Regions from separate parts of the Arachis hypogaea genome. Here region 2 is linked to region 1. The links are chromatin contacts, called in public Hi-C maps. All regions are on one chromosome and are shown on one strand. Each heading gives the region's core, a stretch centred on a gene start, on an enhancer-like site or on the middle of the called end of the contact. The rest is flanking DNA. Distances are from core to core; before and after follow the strand shown.

Region 1 (7,101 bases), core at 2,660-5,159:
AATGGTGGTAGCAATGCATGAGTTGTACTCAAATTCAGATGCATGAATATGTGGAAAATATAGTTAATGGGTAGTTAGATTTTATATTCTGATTACATGAATTGTCTGAAGTTAGGTGGGAAGTTTAGGTTAATCAATGATTCAGATTTTAGTCCACTTGACCAAATACAATCATACATTGACCTAACCCCATTACAACCCTTAAAGGACCTCTTGATATGTGTATTCGTGCATTAAACTTTTGTTGATTGGTAGAAGAATAGCAAGCCTTAGAAAGCAAGATTAGTAGAGAATTGAGAGAATCGAACCTCAAACACTTGAGTGATTAGAGTGTATACACTTCCGGTGAGGGTTCGATGCTCGATTCTTTGTTCCCGGCTTTCACGAGCTCTTTTCTTGCAAGTATACTTGTACTTTATTTTGAGATTTGAATTAGTGGAATCCAGTTCATATTTGTTCTTGAAAGATTTATTTACTTTTAACCAAGTAGGTAGAAGCATTTTTGCATGTAGTTGCATTCATATAGATAGGTTGCATTTAATAAGTCCTACCATCCCTCTTCATTCTTTTGGTTCTTGTGAGCTTAGCATGAGGACATGCTAATGTTTAAGTGTGGAGAAATTGATAAACCACTATTTTATGATTTATTTTGTATTGAATTGAGTGGATTTTGTCAAGTATTCTCACACTTATCCATATAAATTGCATGTTTTTAAGTTTCCTTTCTAATTTTGTGCTATGATTGAAAATATGCTTCTTTGGCCTTAAAATTGCTAATTTGTAATCTTCTCTTATTACCATTCGATGTCGTGATATGTGTGTTAAGTGTTTTCAGATTTTATAGGGCAGGAATGACTTAGAGGATGGAAAGGAAGCATGCCAAAGTGGAAGGAACACAAGAAATTGAGAGTTTGACAAGCTGGAGCCGACGCGCACGCATGGACAACGCATACGCGTGACTGGCGCAGCAGACAAATGACGCACATGCGTGGATGACGCGTACGCGTGGCCAATTCAATATCCATCAATGCGTACGCGTGACAAGCATCACATGCCTCAGTTACGAGAAAATGTTAGGGGGCGATATATGGGCTGCTTTTGACCCAGTTTCAGTCCCGAAAATGAGGACAATAGGTTGCAGAGTGAAGCTGGAAGGGGATTCACCATTCACTTTTCATTCATACATACTTTAGGTTTTAGATGTAGAATTCTAGATAGAGAAGCTCTCTCCTCTCTCTAGGTTTAGGGTTTCTTTTTCCAATTTCTCTTTAGATTTAGGTTTCAGTCTTATTTTAATTTAGTTTTCTCTTACTTTTATTTGTTCTAGCACTTGAGTTATCTACTTCCCTTATTGATCCCTTTATTTTGCTAATTTAGTTTATGAGTTCATGTGTTACTCTCAATTTTCATTAATGCAATTTATGTGTCATATTTCTTATTGTTCAATTGCTTTGTTATTGTTCTTTCTTTGCTCTGGTTAGTCTTAGAATTTCCTATGTCTTGTCAATTTTCTATGTTTTTATTTTATGCCTTCAAGTGTTTGATAAAATGTTTGGGTGGATTTTAATTTATATTTTTATGTTCTTGACTTAGATTGATTAATTAGAGAATCTTGAGTTATCAAAATTCTTTTGTTGATTGGTGATTGAAAGTTTCTAGTTGGCTTGAGCCTCACTAAAATCTAGTCTTTGATTAGGACTTGTGAACTTAAGTCGATTTTGCTCGCTTGACTTTCCTTCATTTGTTAGAGGATAACTAAGTGAAAGCAATTTATATTTACCATCACAATTGACGATGATAATGAGGATAGGACTTCTAATTCTCTTTCCTTGGTAAGAGCTTTCTTAGTTATTAGTTTATTTTCTTGCCATTTTACTTTCTTGTTTCTTATTACAAAACCCAAAAATATATTTTTTCATAGCCAATAATAAACTACACTTCCCTGCAATTCCTTTGAGAGACGACCTAAAGTTTAAATATTTCGGTTAATTTTATTGGGCTTGCTTAAGTGACAAAGAATTTAAACGTTGATTGAGGATTGCTTGTCGGTTTAGAACTATACTTGCAACGCGACATTTTTGTGAAATTCTTTACCGACAATTTTTCTCCGTCAACTGCGCCACCACCCTCCCTACCATGAGTCTCCTATGTTTTTTATCGCATTCGCACCTGTTTATTTTTTCAAACCATATATTGGAGGGAGAAGAAATTGGAGATTTTCTTTGAGTGGTGTTTAATAATGAACATCCACATCTTAATGAAAAGAACCATCTGCATACATAGTAAAATGAACATCCTGCGAAACATGTGCATGCAGAATCAAGCAAATCAATTAAAATATCAACAGTATACCCAAATAAACATCCACTTTAGAATGAAAAGAACCATTCACATACATAGTAAAATAAACATCTGACTTGGTTGATAAGAAATAAGTAACGAGACAGCAGCTGTGGGGGGCACCAGGGTCGCGATACAGCAGCGACGACGGTGGCACAGGATTGATTATGATTAAACCTAATTAATTCAAAATTATGATTAAACCTAATTAATTCAAAATTTGATTTTTAAAACTAAAATTAAATTTTCTTTTATTATGAGTAAACCTAATTAATTCAAAATTTAATTTTTAAAATTAGCATTTCTTTTTTAACCTATTATTTACGTTGTTCAGAAAAAGCGTTGTTCTCCTATACTTTTTCTTCAAAAATTTCACCCAGCAGTCCATACGGAGGCATTACCTCAAAACCCAGGCCATATTCAAATCCCCCCTCCCATTTCACTCTTAATTTATTTCTTTGTTAAAATAAAACCCTAGATGAGCCTCTGTAATTCACAGCCAAATTGTAGTCGCCCACCGTGCTCCGCCGATCTTCGCACCAAGCCTTGCTGTTGTTGAGTTTCATTCTCGAAACGTACTCCCCAGGTGGAATAGTTAATGTGTTAGTTACAACATTGCACGGGTCGATACACGCAACACCGAGTATCCGTCGTTTACAGCTAGGACTACTAGAGTATCTAATTCCATTCGCTCCTTTAGCTTTTAATTCAAAATTATGATTAAATCTAATTAATTCAAAATTTGATTTTTAAAACTAAAATTAACTTTTCTTTTATTATGATTAAACCTAATTAATTCAAAATTTAATTTTTAAAATTAACATTTCTTTTTTAACCTATTGTTTACATTGTTCAGAAAAAACGTTGTTCGCCTATATTTTTTCTTCAAAAATTTCACCCAGCAGCCCATACGGAGGCATTACATCAAAATCCAGGCCATATTCAAATCCCCTCCCCCTCACCCCCTCCCCCTCCATTTCACTCTTCATTTATTTCTTTGTAAAAATAAAATCCTACCTCAGCCTCCTCTGTAATTCACAGCCAAACTGCAGCCACCCACCGTGCTCCACCGATCTTTGCGCCAAGCCTTGCTGTTGAGTTTTATTCTTGTAAACGTACTTTCCAGGTGGAATAGTTAACGCGTTAGCTACAGCATTGCACGAGTCGATACACGCAATCCCGAGTATCCATCGTTTACGGCTAAGACTACTAGGGTATCTAATTCCATTCGTTCCCTTAGCTTTCGTCTCTTAGTGTCAGTGTCAGCCCAGCAGATGCTTTCGTCGTTGGTGTTCTTTCCAATCTTTACGCATTTCACCACTCCACCGAAAATTCCCTCTTCCCCTATGTACTCACCGTGTCCCTCTTTGCTGCTTCTCACCGCGACCTGCCATGCATGTAATCCATAATTCTAAAAACTGGACCGGATCGATTAGTCAAACCGTGAACTGGCAGCATTAACGATCCAGTTAATCATGTAAAATCGCTAATTAAAAAACCGTTAATAAACCATTGAATCAGTCTGAAAACTGATCGGTTGAAGTGAAATTGAAACCAATCGTTTTAATGAAACTACGTCGTTTTGAACTTTACCAAAAAAAAAAAAAATTATTTTTGGTTCACGCACGCGTGACCTTCCTTCCCCTTCCGTTTAGTCTTCACTCCAAACACTTAACAGCTTCTCCCCAAATCAGAAGGAAGTTGAAACATGAAACCCTAGCTTCTCCACCACCGCCTCAAGGACTGCCGCCGTCCGTCGCGCTCAGGCACTACCATCGTCGTCTGGTCGTTCGTGCTTCTTCCTCCTTCAAGAATCGCAGCTTCTTCCTCGAGCTCGGCGCGTCAGTCCCTGGTCTTCATCTGCTCCGTCGCGCGCTCAGGCACCACCGTCTTTGTCTGGTCGTCGTGCTCGAAGTCCCCAACCCACCAATTGCAGCTTCTTCCTCGAGCTCGGCGTCTTTGAGTCTGCTCTTCATTTGCTCAGCCGCAGGTTCTTCCAACCTACCACCGTCTTCTGCGTTTTTTGTTTATGCCCTGTTCAATGATTATTTGATTACTGATTATTTGAATGTTTTTGTTTTAATATTTTATTGAACGATTATTTGATTACCGATGAGCTCTGGTTCTGCTGTGTTGTGATTTTTTATTGAATGAGCTCTGGTTCTGCTGTGTTGCTGTTTTGTGTCTTCTTTATTTTTTATTGAATAGTTATTTTACTGATTATTTATTATTGAAGGTCTTGTGATAATTGATTATTGAATGTCTTTTGATTATTGATTATGATTAGTGATGTGCTGCTGGTTTTGCTGTGTTGTGTTTTCCTGTTTTGTGATTTCCAAACTAGTCATACAAAGAAACTGTTCAGCGGATTTGTTCATCTGCTCGAGTGAAATTCACACAACCGCATGCAAGTTACTACATAAGCTTATAATTATACAAATCATATACTAACTAGTTCTTAAGCATTTCTACGAATTCTACCAGCAGCATACAAGAAATAAGCATCACCAAACGCATCGATAGGTGACATGCATCTGAGTGATATCACCACTGTAAGTTATCTTAACTACTTGCCCTTTCTCTAGTCCATAGTATCTTGCAATTGCATTTGTTTGTAGAATGCGGGGTAGCTGACAACAACAAAGCTTCAAATCAGAATAATATAATAGTGTCTTGTAATGTGAACAATAATTCTGACTCTAAGATGGTCACAATAAAATTTTATGCACAAAAAACATGTAATGTGACACTGTAATGCACCATTTAAATTGGACATATTGTTTGTGCCATAAATCATATTTTTTCAATACATTTCAGGCTGATGTTGAAGAAATTGTGCTTAGACTGTGATTGATAGAAGAAGAAAATATGAACTTATAATTGATTGAATATGAATCTAAATTCAATGACTTTTCACTTAAGTAGTTGTTACGTTTATCATTTAAATTCAATGAATTGTTGATTTTATTATTTCATTTAGGTCATTGAATTGTTCTAAAAAATTTTGTTTCGTCCTTGAGCCATTGTGCTTGTTTTCATGGGATCAGAATTTTTTAGTCTTATTATTTCTTGATTGCATCTATAGGTCCTAATGGTTATGTTTGGTGGCTGGAAAGTTTGCCTATGCTTTGTATGTTGCAGCAGTGAAAGCTAAGTCGCTGCTCTTCTCTTCTGCCGCCAGTCTGCTCCGCCTCCTCGTCGCCAGTTTGCTACCTTATGCTTCTGGTTCTTCTGCAGGGTGAGAAATTCACTGAATTGCGTCTCCCTCTTGTTTCATGTGAATGTAATCATGTTTGCTTATATCATTTTGATTTTTTGACAACACATGTATAACTATTACTAACTTATTACTGCTGCTGATTTTGCAATTTCATGAGTGCTTAACATTTAAAATTTGTTTATATGATATTTGATCTTCATGTTGACTAGTGTATACTGTATAGTGTAATATGTATTTAATAATTAGAGAGAGAAATCGTAGAATTTACTTCTGACACCATATTGAAACTAGAGATGGATTGAATGAAATGATTCGTTACGAAATGAATATGACAGCTGGGTGGATAACAGAAAATAACTAACTTAACTGGTTTCTAACTAACTCCAGCTGTTGACTAACTGATCAATCAATTAACTAACTCGCTAATGTAATCCATAACATTTTGTTCATTTCATATCATGTGAAGCCATGAGCTAATATTCTATGTTCTTATCCAGAATTTGGTATTGCATTTCGAGGTTGAAGCAGTATATCCGAACGAGTAAAGAGATTTCTTGAATTCCAATGGCAGCTTCGGCAAAACCTCAAACAATTCACAATTGCACTTCTGATGGAGGATGGACAGTTGTTTTACCCCGTCGTGGCAGACAAAGAAGTAAAGCTACCAAAGTTGGAGTTTCAGAAGAAAAACAAGAACCATGGGCTCCAACGGATTCTCAGACTGATCCAAGCCGAGAAACATCAATGATGCAGAAGATGGAAAGATGTATAAATAGGGTTGGGAGCTCCGAGTTCTATAGTACTATGAGATGTCAAATCCAAACATCACTTTCTGATTATGTCCATAGGGTGTTAGGCTCAGAGACAAAGATGGAAATGGTCATTTATGGTATTGGCAGCATCGAATCGTACGAGCCCCCTCGATTGCAACTTAGCCTTGCAATATTGATGAGAAGAGATTTCAGTTGGATCGGAAACATAGAGGTGTATGATCCTGTTCTATCTCTATCTGAGTCTCGGGTTATAGAATCCCTCGGTTGTTCTGTCATGTCAGTAAATGAGCATGGGAGGCGAGAGGCACAAAAACCGACTATGTTCTTCATGCCTCATTGCGAGGCAGAGTTATATAATAACTTGTTGCAGGCAAATTGGAAACTGAATCTATTAAGAAACATGGTATTGTTTGGTAACAGCTTTGAAACATACAAGGAGCATGCTTCATTGTGTAAGAATTCACGTGTTAACTCAATGGAGCATATTTTGTCTGTTCGTAGGTTCACAACAGAGTTTAGAATCAAAACAGTTTCAGATGATTATTATAATGCATTTCATGATTCTAGTTGGCATTTTTTTAGCCCTGTCCTGGAGACTGAGCTGCAACTTTCAGATTCTTGATGGTGTATTTTTTTACCACCCGCAATAGTGATTAATTAAGATGTTGCACTTATATGTCCTTTATTTCAAATAGAATGGCACGCAAACACCCTATGCACAATATTAGAACTCTACACAATATATCAATGAAAACAACAGCAACAAAT
Region 2 (7,101 bases), core at 2,597-5,096, 130 kb before region 1:
TGTTTGCATGAATTTATAACAAAAAAATAGTAACATTATCAAAATAGGAATAACAACATTCATTTCCGTATTAAAATCATGTTGCTACTTTATATGTACCATTTTGATATGAAGAAAGTAAATTGGTACTGTCAACATTATTTTTATTCAAATGGAATCCCAGTCTTTTGAAACTAATGGAAAACAATTCTAGAAACAAACACATCAAACAAGTGATTAATTCTGTTTGGTTAAGTAATCAAACTTACTGTTTTATTTGGATCAACATTAGCTATTCTAATGGCAGCTTCAAAGGCTTCAATGGATGGTTTGCATATGATACGTGAGTCCCTTAAATTATTGTCATTATTAAATTCTGCACTCTCTATGACCATATCATCATCATCCTTAGGTTCTTTGGGAGGATTAAGAGTTTCAAAGCATATAATTCCCTCAAAACAATCTTCCAAACCTAATCTGTTGAGAACTTGAACTGCATGTGCATGATCTGCATTGGTGAAAATCTGCAAAATGAAATTTTTTTCATTACAATTTTTATGGAATTAGCTTCACTAAACATGGAACAAAGTCAACAAATTAAAACTGTTTAGAGTACGTTTGGTTTGCGTTTTTATTTTCTGTTTTCATTTTCAGTATTTTTTGTTTTTAGAATTTTGTAAAGGAAAAAGAGAAAAACATGAGGTGAAAATAGAAAATAGGATGTTATTGTTTTCACTTTTTTTTCTTTCCTTTACAAAATTTAGAAAAACATACCATACTGAAAATGAAAAAAGAAAATAAATGCAAACCAAATGTATCCTAAGCTTTTCTTCTTTCTTTTTTACTATAATTATTATTTTTTCTTTTCATGACATACAATTTTGCGCTGAGGCATGGAAAGAAGGAGGTTCCTTAACATTGGATCAGGCTTCAGTTTCTCATATGGTAATCTTCCATGAACATAAGCATGAAACTCATCATTGTCAAACTCATAACCAAGGAGCTGAAATGAAATTGACACAAACTCATTACATCATATTATTATTATTACTATAGAAAGAAAATTTTCATGAAAAAGAAAACTTAGGACAATTTCAAATAGTATTCATACCTTCAATCCTGCCATAGTTGTCCCATATTCCTTGTACAGATCCAGGCACATCTTTGGTACTTCACTTTCTTCAATATGCAAGTGCTCCAACATATAATCTGTAAACAAGATTGGTTAACTAAAAGTGAAGACTAGAATTGGACGAATAGTGAAGGTTTTTACTAAATTTTTAAATATCACATGCATTGCATATGATAATTTTTTTGTGGATTTTTTTTTACTAAAAGAAACAATAGTTGCTCTTCGCGAAAACTAAACTTCACTCTTCACCGTAGCATTACCCTTTTGTCACATTAGAACACACCTCATTCACTGTGTTGATATTATGATATTTCACTTAGATTGAGTTGGGTATTAATCCCACTTTTAAATGTTCAAATAATACAAGTTTCATAAAATAATACTATGTTCATAAGTCAAAACAACAAAGTTTGAAGAAAAAGAAGAATAGAAAAGAATATAAAAGGTTTTATAAATAGGCCATGTTTATTATATTAGTCACAATTTTAGTATAAAAATTCTTATTTTCTCGATGGAGTAAAAGAATATCTCATTTTAACAAGTTGTCTATGTTTTGATAACTTTGTAATTTTCATCATTGATCTTACTACAATTTATCTGAAGAATTAAAAAGATATATTTTGAATTAGTTTATACCTTCTATGTTCTGACGACATAGCAAATTTAAACCCATGCTCAGTGGGTAGAGAGTGTCATCCATATCTGTCAACAATGAACAAAATTTGGAGTCAGAAATATTTAATTGAATTTTCTTCCATGTTTATAAAGTGAAAGATTTAACTTTTAAGTTCTTCATTTTAAAAATAGGGTCAAGTATACTTTTTGTCCTTAAAGTTTAATAAAATTTTTAAAAATATTCTTAAATTTTATTTTGTTTTAATTTTGTCCTAAACGTTTTCGATTTGCATCAAATATTCTTAACGACTAATTTTTAAAAAAATTTAAGACCAATTCAACAACAATTTCATAAGAACAACCCTCAACGCAAGCAAATCAAGCATAATTTTTAGATTGGTCTTAAATTTTTTGAAAATTTAGCTGTCGATGGTATATTTGATGCAAATCCAAAACTTTTGGGACAAAATTGAAACAAAATAAAATTTAAGAGTATTTTTAAAAATTTTGTCAAATTTTAAAGACAAAAAATATATTTTACCTTAAAAATTTAACAAACATCAAAATCGATTATTTGTTTTTTTTTTTCATTTGATCATAAATAGCATTCAAATTTTCAATCATTACCAAAAAGCAAGCACTCGTACTTGACTCCAGCAATCCCATGATCAGCATCCATTCTTAAAAGAATTTCTACTCTGCAACGAACTTAACTGAATTTTATTAGTTAAAAAAGTTTCATAACAATCCTAAACCATATATACATAATAAATAAATTTCCTCATTTCTAATTATGCAAGCCTTGAAATCTAAAACTGACAACTGAAAATTTTACATAGGTTGCAGTTTCATGATCATAAGAATTTTGGACAAGTCAAATTATAGAATAAGCAAAACTACTAGTTTTCAGGCTAAAAAGATTTTTATTATTATTCTTTTAAAACATTCAACTATACTATATGAATACAAAAAATTAGCTACCAAATCAGTTATTTATATAAAATTCATGGTAAAATATAAAATATACATTAAAATAAATTAAACAATATATATAGTAGTTGATTTTTTGTGTGCATCTAACATTTTTGAAAAATTTTAAGATTGCGTTTGTTTTTGAAAATTGGATAAGATAAGACACTGAAAATAAGATACAAAGGAAAGAGACACAAAATTTAGTGTTTTTATATTCTATTTGACGATAAATTAGAACAAATTATGAAAATCTAATTTATTTTCATTTTTTTCTGTTAAAAAAAATTGAGAAAAAAATATAATTATAAAAAATTAACATAAATAATAAAAAAATAAAAAATAAGTTATATCCCTTATTAGTGTCTCTGTGTCTTTTATATTAGGAGGAATATAAAACATACTAATTCATTATCTTTAAATACAACATCTCTGTCTATATCTTACTTGTCAAACACAATTTTGTGTGTCCCGTCCTTACAAACGTATCCTAAGGTACGTTTGAAAGACAAAAATCGTGGAACAAACAAGATGAGAGAGAAGGATCTTTTAGAGTAATGAACTCAAATTATTCTTTAAAGTTGAAACAACTTTACTTTCTTTTCTCTAAAAAAATTCGACTTATAGATACAGTTAAACATACCAATGCAAAAATTTGTACATACCTGATGAATGATCAAAGGATCCTGGGCTCAAAGATCAAATCTTGCAATTCACAGTTCAATGATCTCAATTTGCCTGAATTTGTTAAAACGAAAATATTAATTAGTAGCAATCATAATCATAGGCCATGAATTATTACATGATAATCAATGCATGAATGTGCAAATCAACGTGAACCACATAAGACGTACTTTAGAGTAATATCCATATATTTTTATGCACATTAACACGAAAATAACATTAGTGAACAGAATTTAAAGTTAAAAAAAAAGTTGTTGAATAAAATGAAACGTATTAAATGATACCTGGATCCCTGCAGTGTTGTATCAACAGAGAAGGGAAATGATGTTGATCATTGCTGAGAAAATCTATGTATTTATAAGTGTAGAAGGAGGACCCCACCACTAGGCTGAATGTGCGAGGTGACGCTTAAAATGTGAGGTGGCGAGCATTGTTAGAATTCGTTAACTATATTTTATGTTTCACTCATTTTCCCTGATTGCTCAGTTCTTAATTTTATAGTAAACAAATATAGAATTTAATTTTGATATTATATAAAATATTTTATATGTAAATTTAATTACGTAATTTTTTTTGGTGACTTTAATTACGTAATTTTATGTTAATAAAAATAATTATTTTTTATATTAATTATATCAATAATAATTATTTAAAAAAGTAAAAATTGTGATTAAATATATGTGAGTATTAGGTTTAATTTGGTATAATTTTTATTTTTAAAAATTATAACATCTGTATTTAATAAAGTAAATTAAAAATAATTTTTAATAAATACACATAACAAGTAATTTTAGTAAAATAATTTTAAAATTTAAAAATACTATAATAAATATTAATATAAGAATTAAATTCAAATATTAATTAATATATTAAATTATATTAGATATTTTAATTTTAATAAATATTTTTAATTTTTAAAAATTAAAAGCACAAATACATAAATTTTTTTATTTATCAAATATAAGTATTTGTGCTTAAAAATAATGTGCTTTTTAAAAAGTACAAATACTTTTTCAAAAAAAAAAACCAAACTAAACCTTAGATAAACACATAAAAATAAGTTTAATATCCTCGCTTTTTAATATTGAAAGAGAAAAAATAAAGAAAAAAAAAAACAAAGAGAAAGAAAATCAAAATTGGTTATCTAAAGTCTAACCAACATACCCCACTTTAATAAAAGTAGAAATAATGATGGGAGACGCACACTCCAAATCCATTTTACGTCCACACAATTATTTTGTGTTCAAAATTTCTCATGATAAATTATTGTATATTATTTCTATATCAAAGTTTACTTTCCATTGCCAAATAAAAGGCTCGTTTGTTAATTATATATTATCATCTGTTCATCACTGCACCCAACCATGGCTATTCCATCTACACAAGTTTAGTCAAAGGAATGGAAAAAAGTGCTATGGCAAGGAATCTTCATATCATCAAAAATGGGGAGCATATTCTAGAGCCGACTGACCACTGAAGATGAGGTTTATTCTTTAACAGTAATGGAATATAACGATCCATAAGCATCATATCGTTGAAATTATCTTTATTTTATTATCAACATAATGCGGTTATTAATCCACAATTTATTTTTTATTTTTCAAATAAATAAATATTCTTTTTCAGAATTTTATTTAATCCTAACCATATATATATATAAGTAGATTTTAGTATGATTATATATACTATAGTAGCTATAGCTAGTGATTATGCAAGTATTCTTAACATTAAAATCATATTTTTTGTAGGCATACTTTTTAATATACTATAATCACCGTAATCACACTAACATAATTGAACTATACCTTCAATCTTGGAACTAATAGAGTATATCTCCAATAAAGCATACATAGACAATAACTTTTAGAAGTCGAGATGAGCGGCATCAGTAACCCACAATAATGAAGGGCTGAAACAAACATTTAAAATACACAACGGCCACTCCTATTAAGAAGGACTACAACTTCAAACACGAACGGAACGATCCAACCCCTATAAAACGAAGAAGGAATCAAACGAAAGGGAATATAGCAAAACAGAAAGCATTATTAAAAGAAGAATATTTTTTTGATGATCTCGCCGACTTGGACATCGGAGTGTTTTCTTGTAGGGACCCCGACATTTGGAGACACAGAAAGAGGGAAAGAGAAGATCAGCAAAACCGAGTAATCCTGTTCTCGGAGAGTTCGGGTTATACCTCGGCTAAGCAGCTGATTAACACAGAACAAATTGACGTCCACCGTGGAGCCCAAAATAGATTAACCCCACTGAAATAATTTTGTCTTTGTTTTTATTTTATTCCCGTGCCTTATTTTGCAGGGACATCCAGTATGGCCGACAACAGAATCCTGCAATTAACAAAATTGGAGCTGCTGGCCCAAAATGCAAAACTCTAAGCTGAGGTCCAAAGAATGACCGAGCTTCTAGATCAAGAAAGGAATGGAAAACAAAGTGATGGAGATCCCAAGGACACAAGCCAAAAAGACGTGCATTCACGGAATCTTGAGGAAGTAACCCCTCCCAAAGAGAGGAAGACCCTGTCCAATCATTTTTTGGAGGATATCATGAAATTCCAGATGCTAAAGAATTTCGTACTGCCGACTACATTAAAGCCATACGAAGGCCTTGAAGACCCTCACATTTATGTTACTAAGTTTCAGTCTATGACGTTCTTTAATGGTGCTTCTGACCCTATACTTTGTCGATCTTTTTCAACTTTTTTAGACGGTGCTGCGTTACTTTGGGGAAGGTTCTTGATGGCCTAGAGAAGGGGGTTGAATCTATGGTATTCTTTTAAACTTGATTAATTATAACTCAAACCAGAAAATGAAACTTAGCTTCAGTTTTGTCTTCGAGATGGATTATGTAGGAGACAATTTTATTTTGTCTCATAATCGTGAAAAATAGAATCAATGCAGGGAAGAAGAAGATAATATAACCATATATCCTGGTTCAGTTATTTTGTGCAATGAAACCTACATCCAGTCTCCACCACAAGGTTGGTGGATTTTTCACTATCATTTCAAGTATTACATACACCGATTCCTAAAGATTTAACCTAATCCTATCAGGGACAAATCAAGCTTCAACATAAACTTGACTTGGCTAGGCAACTTCCTAGACTCTCGACACAATACGTGCTTATCCAACTTAGTAAGGGATACATCAGATATAAGATGCAAAACAAAAATACAATCAAAAGAGACAAGAAATAAATCTTGGCTTTTCTCTCCAAGTTCTTCTCTTTGCCTTTTTTCTCAATGATTTTTTCTTAATACATCTCTTATATGTCTTTTACCACTGAATAGAAAGAAAAAAAAGATACAACATACAAATAAAATACTCAATGATAAACCATGAAGGAGGTGATGTTGAACAACTCAAACTCTATATGCTGAACCCAGATTCTGAACTCTCAAATGTAGCTATCCATCTTGGCGGAATGCTCCTTTTAGTGTAGGTGCAATACTTCCAAGACTTCAAACTTAGATTTGTGAGGTTTTTCTCTTCTCTTCTCTCGGGTTTTCTCTTCTTACTTGCAAACTGAATTGTTTTTTGCTTTTTGTATTAGTTTTGTTTACACACTTAGGGCTTGCTTCACAAAGTCAGCTCCTTAAATCTTGAGCTAGCTAAGAACTTATTTCCTTTTTCTTCAATCAGACCATAAACTTAGGGATTTGAATCAGAGTTAAGCAACGCAGCTTCTTTGAAAACAAATCCTC

The links. Hi-C and Micro-C count contacts between places; a contact is called where the count stands out from the background.
Region 2: a contact with region 1 is called in a Hi-C map of leaf, with 2.0 times the contacts expected there. The contact joins the promoter of LOC112775875 here to the promoter of LOC112775832 in region 1. A contact is called at or near these places in 2 of 8 Hi-C or Micro-C datasets (both in leaf).

What each region holds. Positions count from the first base shown.
Region 1 is chr19:26,750,229-26,757,329 of arahy.Tifrunner.gnm2.J5K5, reverse strand. It overlaps LOC112775832 (protein SENSITIVITY TO RED LIGHT REDUCED 1), which reads left to right and starts at 3,909. Exons shown (of 3, transcript XM_072226402.1): 1 at 3,909-4,892; 2 at 5,457-5,578; 3 at 6,058-7,007. The coding sequence starts at 6,125. The coding sequence ends at 6,955.
Region 2 is chr19:26,882,476-26,889,576 of arahy.Tifrunner.gnm2.J5K5, reverse strand. It overlaps LOC112775875, which reads right to left and starts at 3,846. Exons shown (of 9, transcript XM_025819774.3): 1 at 3,664-3,846; 2 at 3,361-3,433; 3 at 2,354-2,434; 4 at 1,748-1,813; 5 at 1,091-1,188; 6 at 857-982; 7 at 249-503. The coding sequence starts at 2,405.